Regions from separate parts of the Mus musculus genome. Here region 2 is linked to region 1. The links are chromatin contacts, called in public HiChIP or PLAC-seq maps. All regions are on one chromosome and are shown on one strand. Each heading gives the region's core, a stretch centred on a gene start, on an enhancer-like site or on the middle of the called end of the contact. The rest is flanking DNA. Distances are from core to core; before and after follow the strand shown.

Region 1 (6,441 bases), core at 2,541-5,040:
TAATTTCTACTCAAGCAATCAAGTGGGCTGTCCATAGTCACCCATCTAGCTGTGTGAGTAAGAGGCATTCTAAATTTATATGGGACTTAAAGGCTTCTGGTTATCCAGTTTACATGCACAACACATTTTCTGAAGTTATTTTTATATTGCTCCAAAATCAGTCATATCACACAATCCTGCAAAATGGATTGTCTATTTAAAATATTTCTCCTTGATATTAATTGGCATAGGCTTTCATACATTTAGAATTAATAGGCCCATTTACATGCATTCTAGGACAGCATATCCCAAGCCAGTAAGTCCTTGTGTGTATGTGTTCACATGTGCACATGTGTTTATGTAATGATTAAGCCACAGTTCTCCAGAGCAGTTTGGCAAACATTAACTTTTAAGTTTTGTACTCACAAGACAAATACACTTGAGGTCAGGTGTTAAGATACCTATGTTTATAGTTAGGTAGGCTTATAAATCTCTGTCTGAGAGTACCTTGAGTAGTAAACTCAAATTATGGAATTGCTTAGAGATCAAACAGGCGAGTATGCATACACCACAATTTCCCCCTTCCATTGAGAAAAACGGACAAATCTTTAAGTATTAGGACAGAAAACTACCATGGAACCCTAAAGATAATCTTCCTTGCAAGGGGAGAGCATGGCAAGTGATTCTGTAGATAAAGAAGCCTTATGCTGTTTGGAGGGCTCAAGCATTGGTTAGCAAAGTGAATAATGACGAACAGTAGAAGGTGGGGATTTTGTGACTATGAGTTTGGTTTGCACATGTAGAATCAATTTGGACTCAGCATTATGGTGGTGTGTGTCTTAAAGCAACAAGCTGAGAGCAGTGCCTTCTGGGAGCAGGTCTAGTCAGGAAAGAATTACCAATATAACAGAGGAGATTTATGTTTTTCTTAATAAGTCTCTGGCAGTGAAGATGTTAGAGATTCACCCTCTTTTCCTTGGTCTGACCTTGGATTTGAAGCATTGCTTTGGCGAGAAGCAAGTTTCTAGCTTGTCTCAGATATACGTGAAGAGAACCTGACCATCTCTGGAGTATCTGTCAGCCATTGTAGTTATATAATTCATTGTATTGCAAAGGGGCATCTCATTTAGACATAACTAGTGTTTTGTTATGAAACATTAAGATAGATTTTGAAGTTCTTTCTCAAGGCTGTGGCTCATTTCTGAGACGTAGAAATTGCAATTCTCTCCCTGGCATTCTTATTCATAGTCTAACTGGAGGTCTATAATGTCTCTGAGCATTGGGAAAAAACAAAACAAAACATGGAGTTGTCAAAAAATCGGGTGAGGGCAAGTCAATATTGTTATTCTACATTACCCTTAGGAGTCAGAATTCACCAACAAAAGCTTCTTGCTACTTCTTGACCCACAAACCCACCTTTTTCATTCCACTGTCAAAGGTGTGTTTCAGTTCCTGCCAAGCCAAACCTCTGGGAGAACAGTTTTCAAATGCCCTTTCAGCCTTGTTAAGAAACTAGCTCTGAGGCCCACATCTGTAATTTAGGAGCAGCATAAGGCCAAGGATGGCCTTGGGAAAATTTTGTGTCAGTTTAGACTGTTTCCTATTTTGTGATACAAGACTGTTTTCTAACCATGGGGTTTTTTTTTTTTTTTTTGTTTTGTGTTTTGTTTTTTAGCCGACAGCTCATTGGCTAATTTCTCCCAGAAGATCTCTCTTTTGACATACCTTTTTTTTTATGTATGTAAGTTGGCAATATTTAAAATTCTAGCACCTTCTTTAAAATAAGTGCCACTTCTGGATTTCCTAGACATGGTTTGCAGAGCCAGGCTGTGTTCTTTCTTGATAAAAATGAGCAGGCACTATCTTCTTGGTCCTCCTTGACAGGCACCATGTTGTCTCTGGCTTTGATCTCCTGTTCACAACCCATTTTTTCCTCAGAGCTATGTGACACTAGAAACACAAGACACCTTACTCTGAGGTCTAATGAACTCTTAGGTCACTTTCAGTTCTGGAGTTCTGACTCTCCTTTCCCCAAAAGACCAACACAGGATAAGAAAGATTGCTGGCAGCTTAAGTGGATCTCACAGGATGAAGAGAGTTGGGCATGCTCAGCTTCTGAGCACAGATGTAAAAAACCCTTCTTGGAGAACAAGGGTTGCTCCTTTACAGATATGATCCTCAACTTCTGAGGAAGTGGGGTGAGTGAAGAATCGACACAGTGCATGGTGTCGTAGGAAGAACGACGAGGCACAAATGTAGCTGAGGGATTTCATTTTCAATGGTATTCTTATATCTTAGGTGTGTTTCTTTTCAGAACATAAAAAGAACACATGATTTGTTCATAGTTTAAAATTTCAGGAATACTTAAAATAGTATATCCATCATGTTACTTGTGTTTCTTAAACCTCTGCAAGGATATTTTGAGCATTAGGCCTATGCACGCAGCATGGGTGTCTAAATGTTTATTTCAAGTGATTATAACAAAGATTTATTGCGCATCTCTGTGTGCGGTAGAGACTACAAACCAAACCAAAGAATTCATAGTGAATTTCAGGAAACCCTCAATCTACAATGAGGAGGTGAAGTAAATTAACATGCCATTAACACCAAGCTAGATGACAGACCTGTCCAAAGCACCATACACCATAATGTCAAGATTTACAAACATTTGCCGAGAAAGCATGCAAACAATGTCACAGTTTCCAATGCAATGACAACAACAAATAAATAAATAAAACCTTTTTGGAGCTATAATTGTTAATATTGCAATTTCGAACATGATGACTGACTGAAGAGGAAAACTACCTGCCAGAGAGGTGCATGTATCATGACTAATCACGTGGTCAAAATATTTATCACAAAGTGGAAAAAAAATACTAAAGCATTGTGAATCTGCCCTTAAAACAGAGCTTCTCTGTAAACATTGTTGCAGTCAAAGTAATGGAGTTCAGTTTCCCAGAGCAGCTCATAAACACAGGACTTTGACTCAGAATCCAGGGGACCTGGGTACTGTAAGTAATTACTATAATTTAAAATACTTCTCTGAAAGATTTTTATTCTCCTCATAGGATATAAACCAACCATAACATGATTTTAGGAGTTTGTGATTAATGCTTTAAAAAATTATCCAACTATAAAAACATACAGTGGTAGAAAAGGAAAAACAAAACTTTCTCCTGATTTAATTTAAAGATGATAATTGATTTGTTTTTTCAAAGGACCTTAATTCTGAAAATGTTCTTGGCGTAGTTTTTTTTGTTTGTTTGTTTGTTTTGTTTCTTGTTTTTTAATTTGTAGAATCTAATGATTCCCCAGGTAACAAGATCCCCAATGAAACTACAATTAGATGCTAGATAGACTGTTTTCAAATCTACAGTGTTATTAGATTATCATTGCTTTGCAAATTAAAACTTACTTTCATTCCTGTATAAAATGGCCAAAGGGAAAATAAGATTCATATTAGTGGAAAACAGTAAGCAGGAATCACAAAAAATTGTGACTGAGTTTCTCATCCACATGAAAAACAGAGTTTGCAAAACACATGGTGTTTTAAAGTATCAGATCTTTATTTGTCTAAAAATTAACAGAAGAAACGCGTGACCGCCCACTAAGCAAAAAGAGCGTGGTAAACGGGATCTTTCAAACTTACTACCGATTGATCAAATGTACAGTTGTCAACCCAATCAATTCCTCCAGCTGATCAACATTTCCATTCCTGGAAGAAAAAGCGTGCCTCTGAGCTGTATACTATTCTCTGAAGACCGAAAACCGTGGTTGCCACAGCAACTGCAAACTGAGGCAGTGTCTGTCATGACCCAGTAGCAGTGTAATGGAAAACATCTGCCTGGAAATCACGAACTGGCACAAGGTCTTAGAGAGGAAGTATTCAAGAGAATTTAACCTGAACCGATTTCCTCAGTTCTAGTCGCAGGCTCTCCCGCTGCCTATGTTTATAACGCTGCTACTACTGCCAACATCTGCAGCACACAAAAGGGAAACAGAGAGAGGAAATGGATTGCTTTGTTCGCCGCCAAGAATACATCTTCCGAGGCAGTACGGTTGCTCTTAAACATACAGTTTCTAAAAAATAAAGTCGCTTTCCCGATCAAAGATTACAAAGAACAGTGAAATCATTTTTATTCTTTGACCCAAATCAGTGGTCTCCCACGTCGGCTCGGCTCGGAATTCCATGCAGAGCTTGTTAAAACACAGTCGCTGGTCCCCACCCCTTAGTTCTGATTCAGACTCTCAAGCTGGAGTTTAAGAACCTGGATTTTTAAAAGCTGCTGGGCAACTCGGCTGGTGCAGACCCAGGACACACAATCTAAGAAATACATGTAAACCACAGACCTTAAAGAATTCCTCAGGTTTGCTAATAATAGCACCTTGAGAAGAATAAGACTAAATTCTTCTTGTAGACTCACTTCAACTATATAGACTGCAGTGGCTTAGAAACCACTGGCTTTCCATGCAAAAAATCACCTTAAAATGCAAATTTTTCAGGTTCTAACCCTAGAGACTGGTTTTAGATGGTCTTGGACAACACTGAGTATCTAGTTAATTTCTTCATCAAGTGAAGTTGGTTAAGCAAGCCTGTTCCTCTATCTTAGGAACAGCTGATTTGGGGCACAATGGCACATTGTGCTGTATGGTGATCATCTGCCGAATTGGCCTTCAACTGTGCTCCTTGACCCCGTTACTCAGTGTTGATAGGTCTGGATGGGGTAGGGGAATCCTGAATTGCATCAAGAACTACTAGAACTTGGTGAAGGTGACCACCATATCAGTCTTCACAGTGAGATGTTTAAGACATCTTTAGAAAAAGGAGGGGAAAAAGAAATCCAGAATTGCATAATAGAAATGGCTCGGTCAATAAACTACGTGCTGCATAGTCATGAAGACCTGAGCTCAGATTCATAGAACCTACCAAAAAAGCTGTGGGTGTGTCGGGGGAGACTGAAGAGATGGCTCAGCGGTTAAGGGCACTGGCTACTCTCCCAGAGGACCCAGGTTCAAATCCTAACATCCACAAGGCAGCTCACAACTGTCTGTAACTGCAGTTCCAGTGACTCAGTTCCAGAGGCTCTGATACCTCTGATACCTTCACACCCACGTGCATATATGTAGGCAAAACATCAATGTCCATGAAATGAAAATTTAAAAAGTAACTTTGTATCCTCAGCACTGTTGCAGGAAGGGTAGAGACAAGTAGAGCCCTGAAGTGTACTGGATAGACAGTCTAGGCCTCCATTTAGTGAGAGGCCTGCATCTCAAGAAATAAAGGAGCGTCATCACTGAAAGACACTTGATGTCAAGTGCTGGTCTCAACATGCACGTCCACAGAACAAAGAAACAAAGAACACACACGGTACACACTCACTCACACACTATACACACACACACTACTCTATATACATACTATATATAGACACTGGACACACACTGTAAATCCAATATTCACACACTATATATTACATGTATACCATACACATACCACACAACTATATATTCACTATATATATACACACTATACATACATGCTTGCTACACACATGTGTGTATACACACAAGCACACACACACTATATATTTATATATATATATATATATATCGATATAGATATATGCAACTATACATACACTATGTACATGCATGATATACACACATTATACATATATGAACACTACACATCAGCACACATACACAACATAAACACATACACACACACTTCTGGAAATTTATATTCTGGCTTTTACAACATGTCCACAACTGAAAGCAGCCAGGTGTCTGTGAAAGGGAAGTGTGTGTCTTCATCTTAGGGAGGAACTGACACTATTCTTTCATGCCGGTATTGTTAGAATACTGGGTTGCCTTTAGGTGAATGTATGGACTTTCTTCTAGTTCTGAATGATATCTGTCACAGTTAAACTTTGATTGAATTTTAGCAAAAACTAGATATTGGATCAACTAATTCCTTAAACTTGAATTTCTGAGGCCTGAGACCTGAGAACATAACTGTCAACTTTAAAATCACCCAGATATTTAATTCTCTCATAGCTATCTGAACTAATTTAAGGAAGTACCTGACACCTGGGTGTGTCTGATAACAATCTTGCTAGTTTTGTGGTAATGTCTCACCTTATACTTGACAAAACTGTGTACGGTACTTAAGTGATTAGGTTTGGCCAATTTGCAAGTTCTTGTTTGGGCATGGATTGTCTTAAATTGAGTTTTGTGATCAAATATCAAACAAGCTATGGCCATATTAAGAAATAAATAATACACATACACACTGTGATGGTTTGTATATGCTTGGCCCAGGGAGTAGCACTATTAGAAGGTGTGGCCTTGTTGGAGGAAGTGTGTCATTGTGGGGGTCGGCTTGAGACCCTCCTCCTAGCTGCCTGAGGATTCTCAGTCTGTCCCTGGCTTCCTTCGGATGAAGATGTAGTACCCTCAGCT
Region 2 (6,441 bases), core at 2,662-5,161, 220 kb before region 1:
CTATCTATCTATCTATCTATCTACCTATCATCTATCTATCTATCTATCTATCTATCTATCTATCTATCTATCTATCATCTATCATCTATCTATCTATCTATCTATCATCTATCTATCTATCTATCTATCTATCTATCTATCTATCTATCATCTATCTATCTATCTATCATCTATCATCTATCTATCTATCTATCTATCTATCTACCTATCTATCTATCTATCTATCTATCTATCTATCTATCATCTATCTATCTATCTATCTATCTATCATCTATCATCTATCTATCTATCTATCATCTATCTATCTATCTATCTATCTATCTATCTATCTATCTACCTATCATCTATCTATCTATCATCTATCTATCTATCTATCTATCTATCTATCTATCTATCATCTATCATCTATCTATCTATCTATCTATCTATCTATCTATCTATCATCTATCATCTATCTATCTATCTATCTATCTATCTATCTATCTATCATCTATCATCTATCTATCTATCTATCTATCTACCTATCATCTATCTATCTATCTATCTATCTATCATCTATCTATCTATCTATCTATCTATCTATCTATCTACCTATCATCTATCTATCTATCTATCTATCATCTATCTATCTATCTATCATCTATCTATTTATCATCTATCTATCATCTATCTATCTATCTATCTATCTATCTATCTATCTATCTATCTACCTATCATCTATCTATCTATCTATCATCTATCATCTATCTATCTATCTATCTATCTATCTATCTATCTATCTATCATCTATCATTTATCTATCTATCTATCTATCTATCTATCATCTATCTATCTATCTATCTATCTATCTACCTATCATCTATCTATCTATCTATCTATCTATCTATCTATCTATCTACACATGCTAGGCAAATGTTATATTAGGGAGGATGCCCAATGAGGTAAGTACCCATGCATAATGATGGATATAGATAAAAATACGGACATAAACATAGATGATATACATGTAAATGTAGATATTCAGAATAATATAGATAGATATAGATAGATAGAAATAGATATATAGGTAGACGTAGATATAAATATATCTGGGGCCAGAACTGTTGTCTTCTAGCTAGTATCTGTCTCCCCTTCAAATTCACAATGATGTAGGTAATAAGTGATTTAGAGACAACAGCATTTTCCCCACTTAGGTCTCGCTTCTAAAGTACGACATGTACTACGCAGGTCATCACCCTCCCTTACTGCTTTTTAGCTATGCGATTAGGACTTGGGAGTTAAACTTACAAGAACCAGTCAGAGAATGCTATGGTACACCTCATTTGGCAATGACCTCCGTCTGCTTTAGAGACAGTAATATGTACACAATTTTAAGTGAGACACTAGTATTTCCTCTATGGCTAGGTAGTCGAGTTTAAGTATAATCCTGAAACTATGCTTTCTACACAATGTTCCGGGTCATATGCAGTTACTTACATGTAAAATAAGGTAAAATCAGTTAGGAGGTATGCTACTTGGTTGTATTGGACACATGCCAAGTGAGACATTTCAAGTCGCTACCGGCAAGTGTGTTGAACATCATATGGGCACAGAACACATAACTTACACAACCTCAGAAGATCGTGTAAGTTAGGCAGTACACCACTATAGGACCTGTTTGCTTTTCCATTATACCTAAAAATCATGAGTTGAGGTTTCTCTAGTAACCGCATTAGTTGTACGCCTTGAAAATTGGGAACAGGATGGCATTGTATGGAAAAATCAGCAGAGAGGAAGCACACAAGAAGAAACTCGAAAATGGAGTTGTTTTGTCTGAACTGACGGCGGGCAATTGGTAGTTCAAGCAAGAGCAAATTTCCCCTTAGGTAGAAAGCAAAGAACAGCCCAGCTAAAGGGTCTGTGCTGCTTATGTCTGGAAGGCTGGGAATGGCGCATTGTCTGATACACAGCTCTGGCAGCCAAGGCGTCCACTGGGCTCCCAGTAGGTTCCTGCTGGCAGTTGTCACCATGACAACACTCAAGACGAGGCCAGAGACCCGAAAGCAGCTGCTCCCCTGCCATTGCCCCCGTGCCCCCCGCCCATGCAGAGTGGCCCTAACAACCTAATTGGTCAATCACTGTGAAATCTCCCAAGAGCTCAATTTAAACTCAATTTATTTCAGTAAAAATGTAAGTCCTGGAAAGAAGTCCAGATATTAAACCTAACCCCAAATAAATTGTTAGGCCTCTCTCTGTTTTTTTTTTTTTTTTTTTTTTTTTTAAGAAAACATAAATTGCACCATATCCTGTCAGTGTGCTGATTCCTGTAGGAGACAGTGCTGCTCCCCGCCAGTTCTGCCTGTCTTTGCAAGCACATGGTAGGGCAGGATTACCCAGTGCCTTTGTTCCCCAGGAACGGTGAGAGCGTGAGAGCGTATCTGTAGGAAATCACTCGTGAGGGTGCCCACTTGGTAATAGGAATTAAAATCCACTTCTGTGTCAGTGTGATGGACTTTGCAATGTTTGAGTGGGAGGGACACCTGTCACTCCCAGGTAGAAACCTAAGGGAACATTGTGGATGTCCGCCTCTCTGAGTGTCCAGGGTGGCAAAAAGCTCTTTGAGTCCCACTGTCTGAGGAGGAAGAAACAGGGCAAAGCTTTGCCCGTTCGTTCAGGGCAGGCCTGAAGGCAGACCAGAGTCCATGCTGTGGGGGCTTTGGGTGTCCCTTGCTTCTCTAACACATTCTAGAATCTTGTGACTAAAAATATACTAGTAAAAAGAGTTCACAGAAAGGATATATCTGAAATGAATTATTTTTAGGGATATTGTACAAGAAGAAATCTACCAAGTGCAGAATCTACTGAGTTGGGTTTGGTTTTGTTTGTTTGTTTGTTTGTTTTAAATATCTGCGAAATTGTAGGAACTTTTTTCGTGCTGATGTTGTTTTGCACAGTAAGATAGCTTACGGTTGGTTTATGTTAAAAGAAAATGTTGTTCGGCTACTAGTAACTATCTTGGTCTCCAAAGACTTCTTGATATTAAAATATACACAAAATATTGAATATTGCCAGTACAATGACATTAAGGTTATGAAGGAAAATATTCTAGGCCTCACTTTTAGTAAATTGACACTATGTGTAAATCTGCTGAGAAAAAAAGGTGAGCTATGCTTTATGGATTATTTGATATTTTAATGACCTTCAGAGCAATGTGAAATATGAACACTCAATTTTTATAACTTTAGATACAATGGCTTGATTTTTCTCAGTTCATCTATATTTTAATAAAGTGGATTTTTCAATGGCTTGTGATTGTGACAAAATGTCAAGCATTCCTTAAGGGCTTTGTCATATTGTCATATTTATCATAATTAAAGCAATATCTCAAACAATAAAACAATAGCAACCAAAAAAAAAAAAGAAACTGATTATTTTAATGCCAACTTCCTTATTACAATCTGAGGAGCGGGTTACTTGAGAAAGATCAGTTCTATGGTTTGTATGTGTCTTCTAGTGTTTTGAAAATCTGTGTGGAATAAAATTTAAAATTTTAAAGGAGTCATTTTATAAACATGAAACTTAGCATTTAACTCTTTTAAAACACAATTCAATGAATAAAGCTGATGGGTTTTATTAAAGCCACAGCTATTATTTTCTTTCCTTTATTTCATTATTCAGAATACAATAAAATATCTTATAATGAAATCGTTATTATTATTATTATTATTATTATTATTATTATTATTATTATTTTAACGCAGAAACATCAGGGATCACCTGAGTGAAAACCTCGTATTTCCATTCAGGATGTAGACCTCTGGTGTTCTGCCTGTTGACCAGTAAGGGGCGCCATCACAAAGTGATTGCAGAGATCTGAGGTCTGCGGGGCTTTTCTGGTGTCCATCTTGTTCAGTTGCTTTTCTAGGCCACTGCTGAGCATACTGTACCCTATAGGCTCACATCACCACCACAGCAGGAAAGGCTGCCGCAGAGCTCAAGGCTGAGCTTTTAGATTTCTTCTTTCCAGTGCTCCACGCTGTTAAGCCAAAGCTTCCATTTCCTAGGACGCAGGCCAAAGGCTTGGCTGCCAGTCCCGCTGCTGTTACTAATTGCCTGCTCCTGCTCAGGTTTCTTTATGAAGTCCTCTCACTCCTTCAATATTAAATGTAAATTACACGTTTCTCTCAAGTCCGCCCACCCAGCCCTTTCAGGAACAGCCATTTGTTCCTGTGCACCTGGAGGTAATTCTTACTCTGTGTGTGTGTGTGTGTGTGTGTGTGTGTGTGTGTGCGCGCGTGCGCGCGCGTGTGTTTTATCCACCGAACTGACTTGCGCAACCACGCTATCCCCCCCAACTTCTCCGACCCCCAACCCTGACTTCCCTGGATGCTCAGCAGGACTGAGCTGACATGTTTTAGAGATGGCCAAAACGGAAACAATTCAAGCAACTGAGCGTCTCAGAGATGCCATCTGACTCCCATCCCCACTGTTTCAACAACCTCAAAAGCTGCCTACAAGCTTTTGAGTGTGGCAACTAGCCACGCGTGGCTGTTTCAAGAAACGACGATAATGGATATTACAAACATGTTTTGGTGGCCAAACACAGACTTCCAAAGATAGGTCTCCCCTAGCAAAGCGAAGCAATTATCCCAATCAGTCAAGTGAAAAGGTCCATTTACGCCTCAATTCTCTGGCTAATTCAGGCAAAAGTAAAATTTTCATCTGAATGATCTCAGTAATTGGCTTACTGCTTTGCTTTATCGGAGGGAACTTGACAAAGAAACAGAGGCTGCTTCATACTAGCAGGTTAGTGATGACCCCAAGGAACAGGGTGCACAGAAGAGGTTTCTGAGAAGCATCCGAGTGCAGACCTTGTGTTGAAATTTCAACAGACAGCGCCTCATTGAGGAGGGTGATTAGTGGGGCTTTCAAATTCATCCTCTCCTGCTATCCTTCCCTCCAGCCACCTGTCACTCCTTCCTCAGTGTTTCTAGCTCACAGCCACACACCACTGAGGACGAAGGGAGCAAATGAAACAATCCATCTGTCTGTCATCCTTGACTCCATCCTTCAGTTGAACCCGCTGTATTCCCACGGCCATTGTTCAGATGACCATTGATGCTTTGCTGGGCTCTTATCCATTTGACTCGAGCTTGGGGCTTTTGGTTGTAGGTGCAAAGCCATGTACTGCAAACAAAGGTGAGACAGATAGGCATCTTGGCTATTCACAATTGATTCCTGTCTTTTATCCATTCCTGTCTTATATCTTATATCCTCTAGAGCACTTTGCCCTCTTAAAATGCCAAACTTCTCACCACTTTGCTGTCTGATAGGTAAGCCCTAGTATGGCTTGAAAGTACATTGGGGAGCAGGCACTGGCTTCAAATTCATTCTCTTCTCTTGTCTCCCTCTTGTGGTCTTACATCTAAGTAATTGGAAATCTCTAGTGTTGCCTATAGTGGCCACTTTGATCAGAAATATCTCTTTCTGCCTTTACCCAACTTTATATCTGTACTGCTTTGCTGTTTATTTTTTACTTTTTAAAAAATCTACTCTTTTTTATTAGGTATTTTCTTTATTTACATTTCAAATGTTATACCCTTTCCTGGTTTCCCCCTCCGAAAACCCCCAATCCCTTCCCTCTCCCCCTGCTCCCCAACTCACCCACTCCTGCTTCCTGGCCTTGGCATTCTCCTACATTGGGGCATTGAACCTTCACAGGACCTATAGCCTCTCATCCCATTGATGACCGACTAGGCCAACCTCGGCTACATATGCAGCTGGAGCCATGAGTCCCTCCATATGTAGTTGCTGGTTTAGTCCCTGGGGGTACTGGTTGGTTCATATTGTTGTTCCTCCTATGGGGCTGCAAACCCTTTCAGCTCCCTGAGTCCTTTCTCAAGCTCCTTATCTGGGGACCCTGTGCTAAGCCCAATGGTTGGCTGAGAGCATCCACCTCTGTATTTGTCAGGCACTGGCAGAGCCTCTCAGGAGACAGCTATATCAGGCTTCTATCAGCAAGCACTTGTTGGCATCCACAAAAGTGTCTGGGTTTGGTGATTGTATCTGAGATGGATACCCAGATGGGGCAGTTTCTGGATGGTCATTCCTTCAGTCTCAGCTCTAAACTTTGTCTCTGTAACTCCTTCCAGGGGTATTTTGTTCCCCCTTCTAAGAAGGATCAAAATATCTTCCTTCTTGAGTTTCATGTGGTTTGTGAATTGTATCTTGGGTATTCCGAGCTTCTGGGCTAATATCGATTTATCAATCAGTGCATACCATGTATGTTCTTTTGTAATTGGGTTACCTCACTCAGGATGATATTTTCTAGTTCCATCCATTTGCCTAAGAATTTTGTAAATTCATTGCTTCTAATAGCTGAGTAGTACTCCATTGTGTAAATGTACCACATTTTCTGTATCCATTCCTCTGTTGAAGGACATTTGGGTTCTTTCCAGCTCC

What was found. HiChIP or PLAC-seq counts read pairs in DNA pulled down with a chosen protein or histone mark.
Region 2: an H3K4me3 HiChIP or PLAC-seq map of forebrain shows a contact between it and region 1, with 5 times the contacts expected there. The contact joins two enhancer-like sites. A contact is called at or near these places in 1 of 39 promoter capture datasets (embryonic stem cells), 7 of 484 Hi-C or Micro-C datasets (ECoMG myeloid progenitors, LSK cells, the N1E-115 cell line and 3 more), 6 of 115 datasets of contacts at active chromatin or transcription factors (embryonic basal ganglia, embryonic hindbrain, forebrain and 2 more) and 1 of 9 other capture datasets (embryonic stem cells).

What each region holds. Positions count from the first base shown.
Region 1 is chr2:65,816,015-65,822,455 of GRCm38.p6, reverse strand. No RefSeq gene overlaps it. Among named protein-coding and RNA genes, the nearest start is that of Csrnp3, 27 kb to the left of the region's middle. Within about 2 kb of position 3,790, at least 108 of the 459 cell types and tissues checked have an H3K27ac peak or open chromatin away from gene starts, as enhancers often do. A contact at or near this core is called in forebrain, neural progenitor cells and neural stem cells, where this site is marked.
Region 2 is chr2:66,039,746-66,046,186 of GRCm38.p6, reverse strand. No RefSeq gene overlaps it. Among named protein-coding and RNA genes, the nearest start is that of Galnt3, 82 kb to the left of the region's middle. Within about 2 kb of position 3,911, at least 39 of the 459 cell types and tissues checked have an H3K27ac peak or open chromatin away from gene starts, as enhancers often do. A contact at or near this core is called in forebrain, neural progenitor cells and neural stem cells, where this site is marked.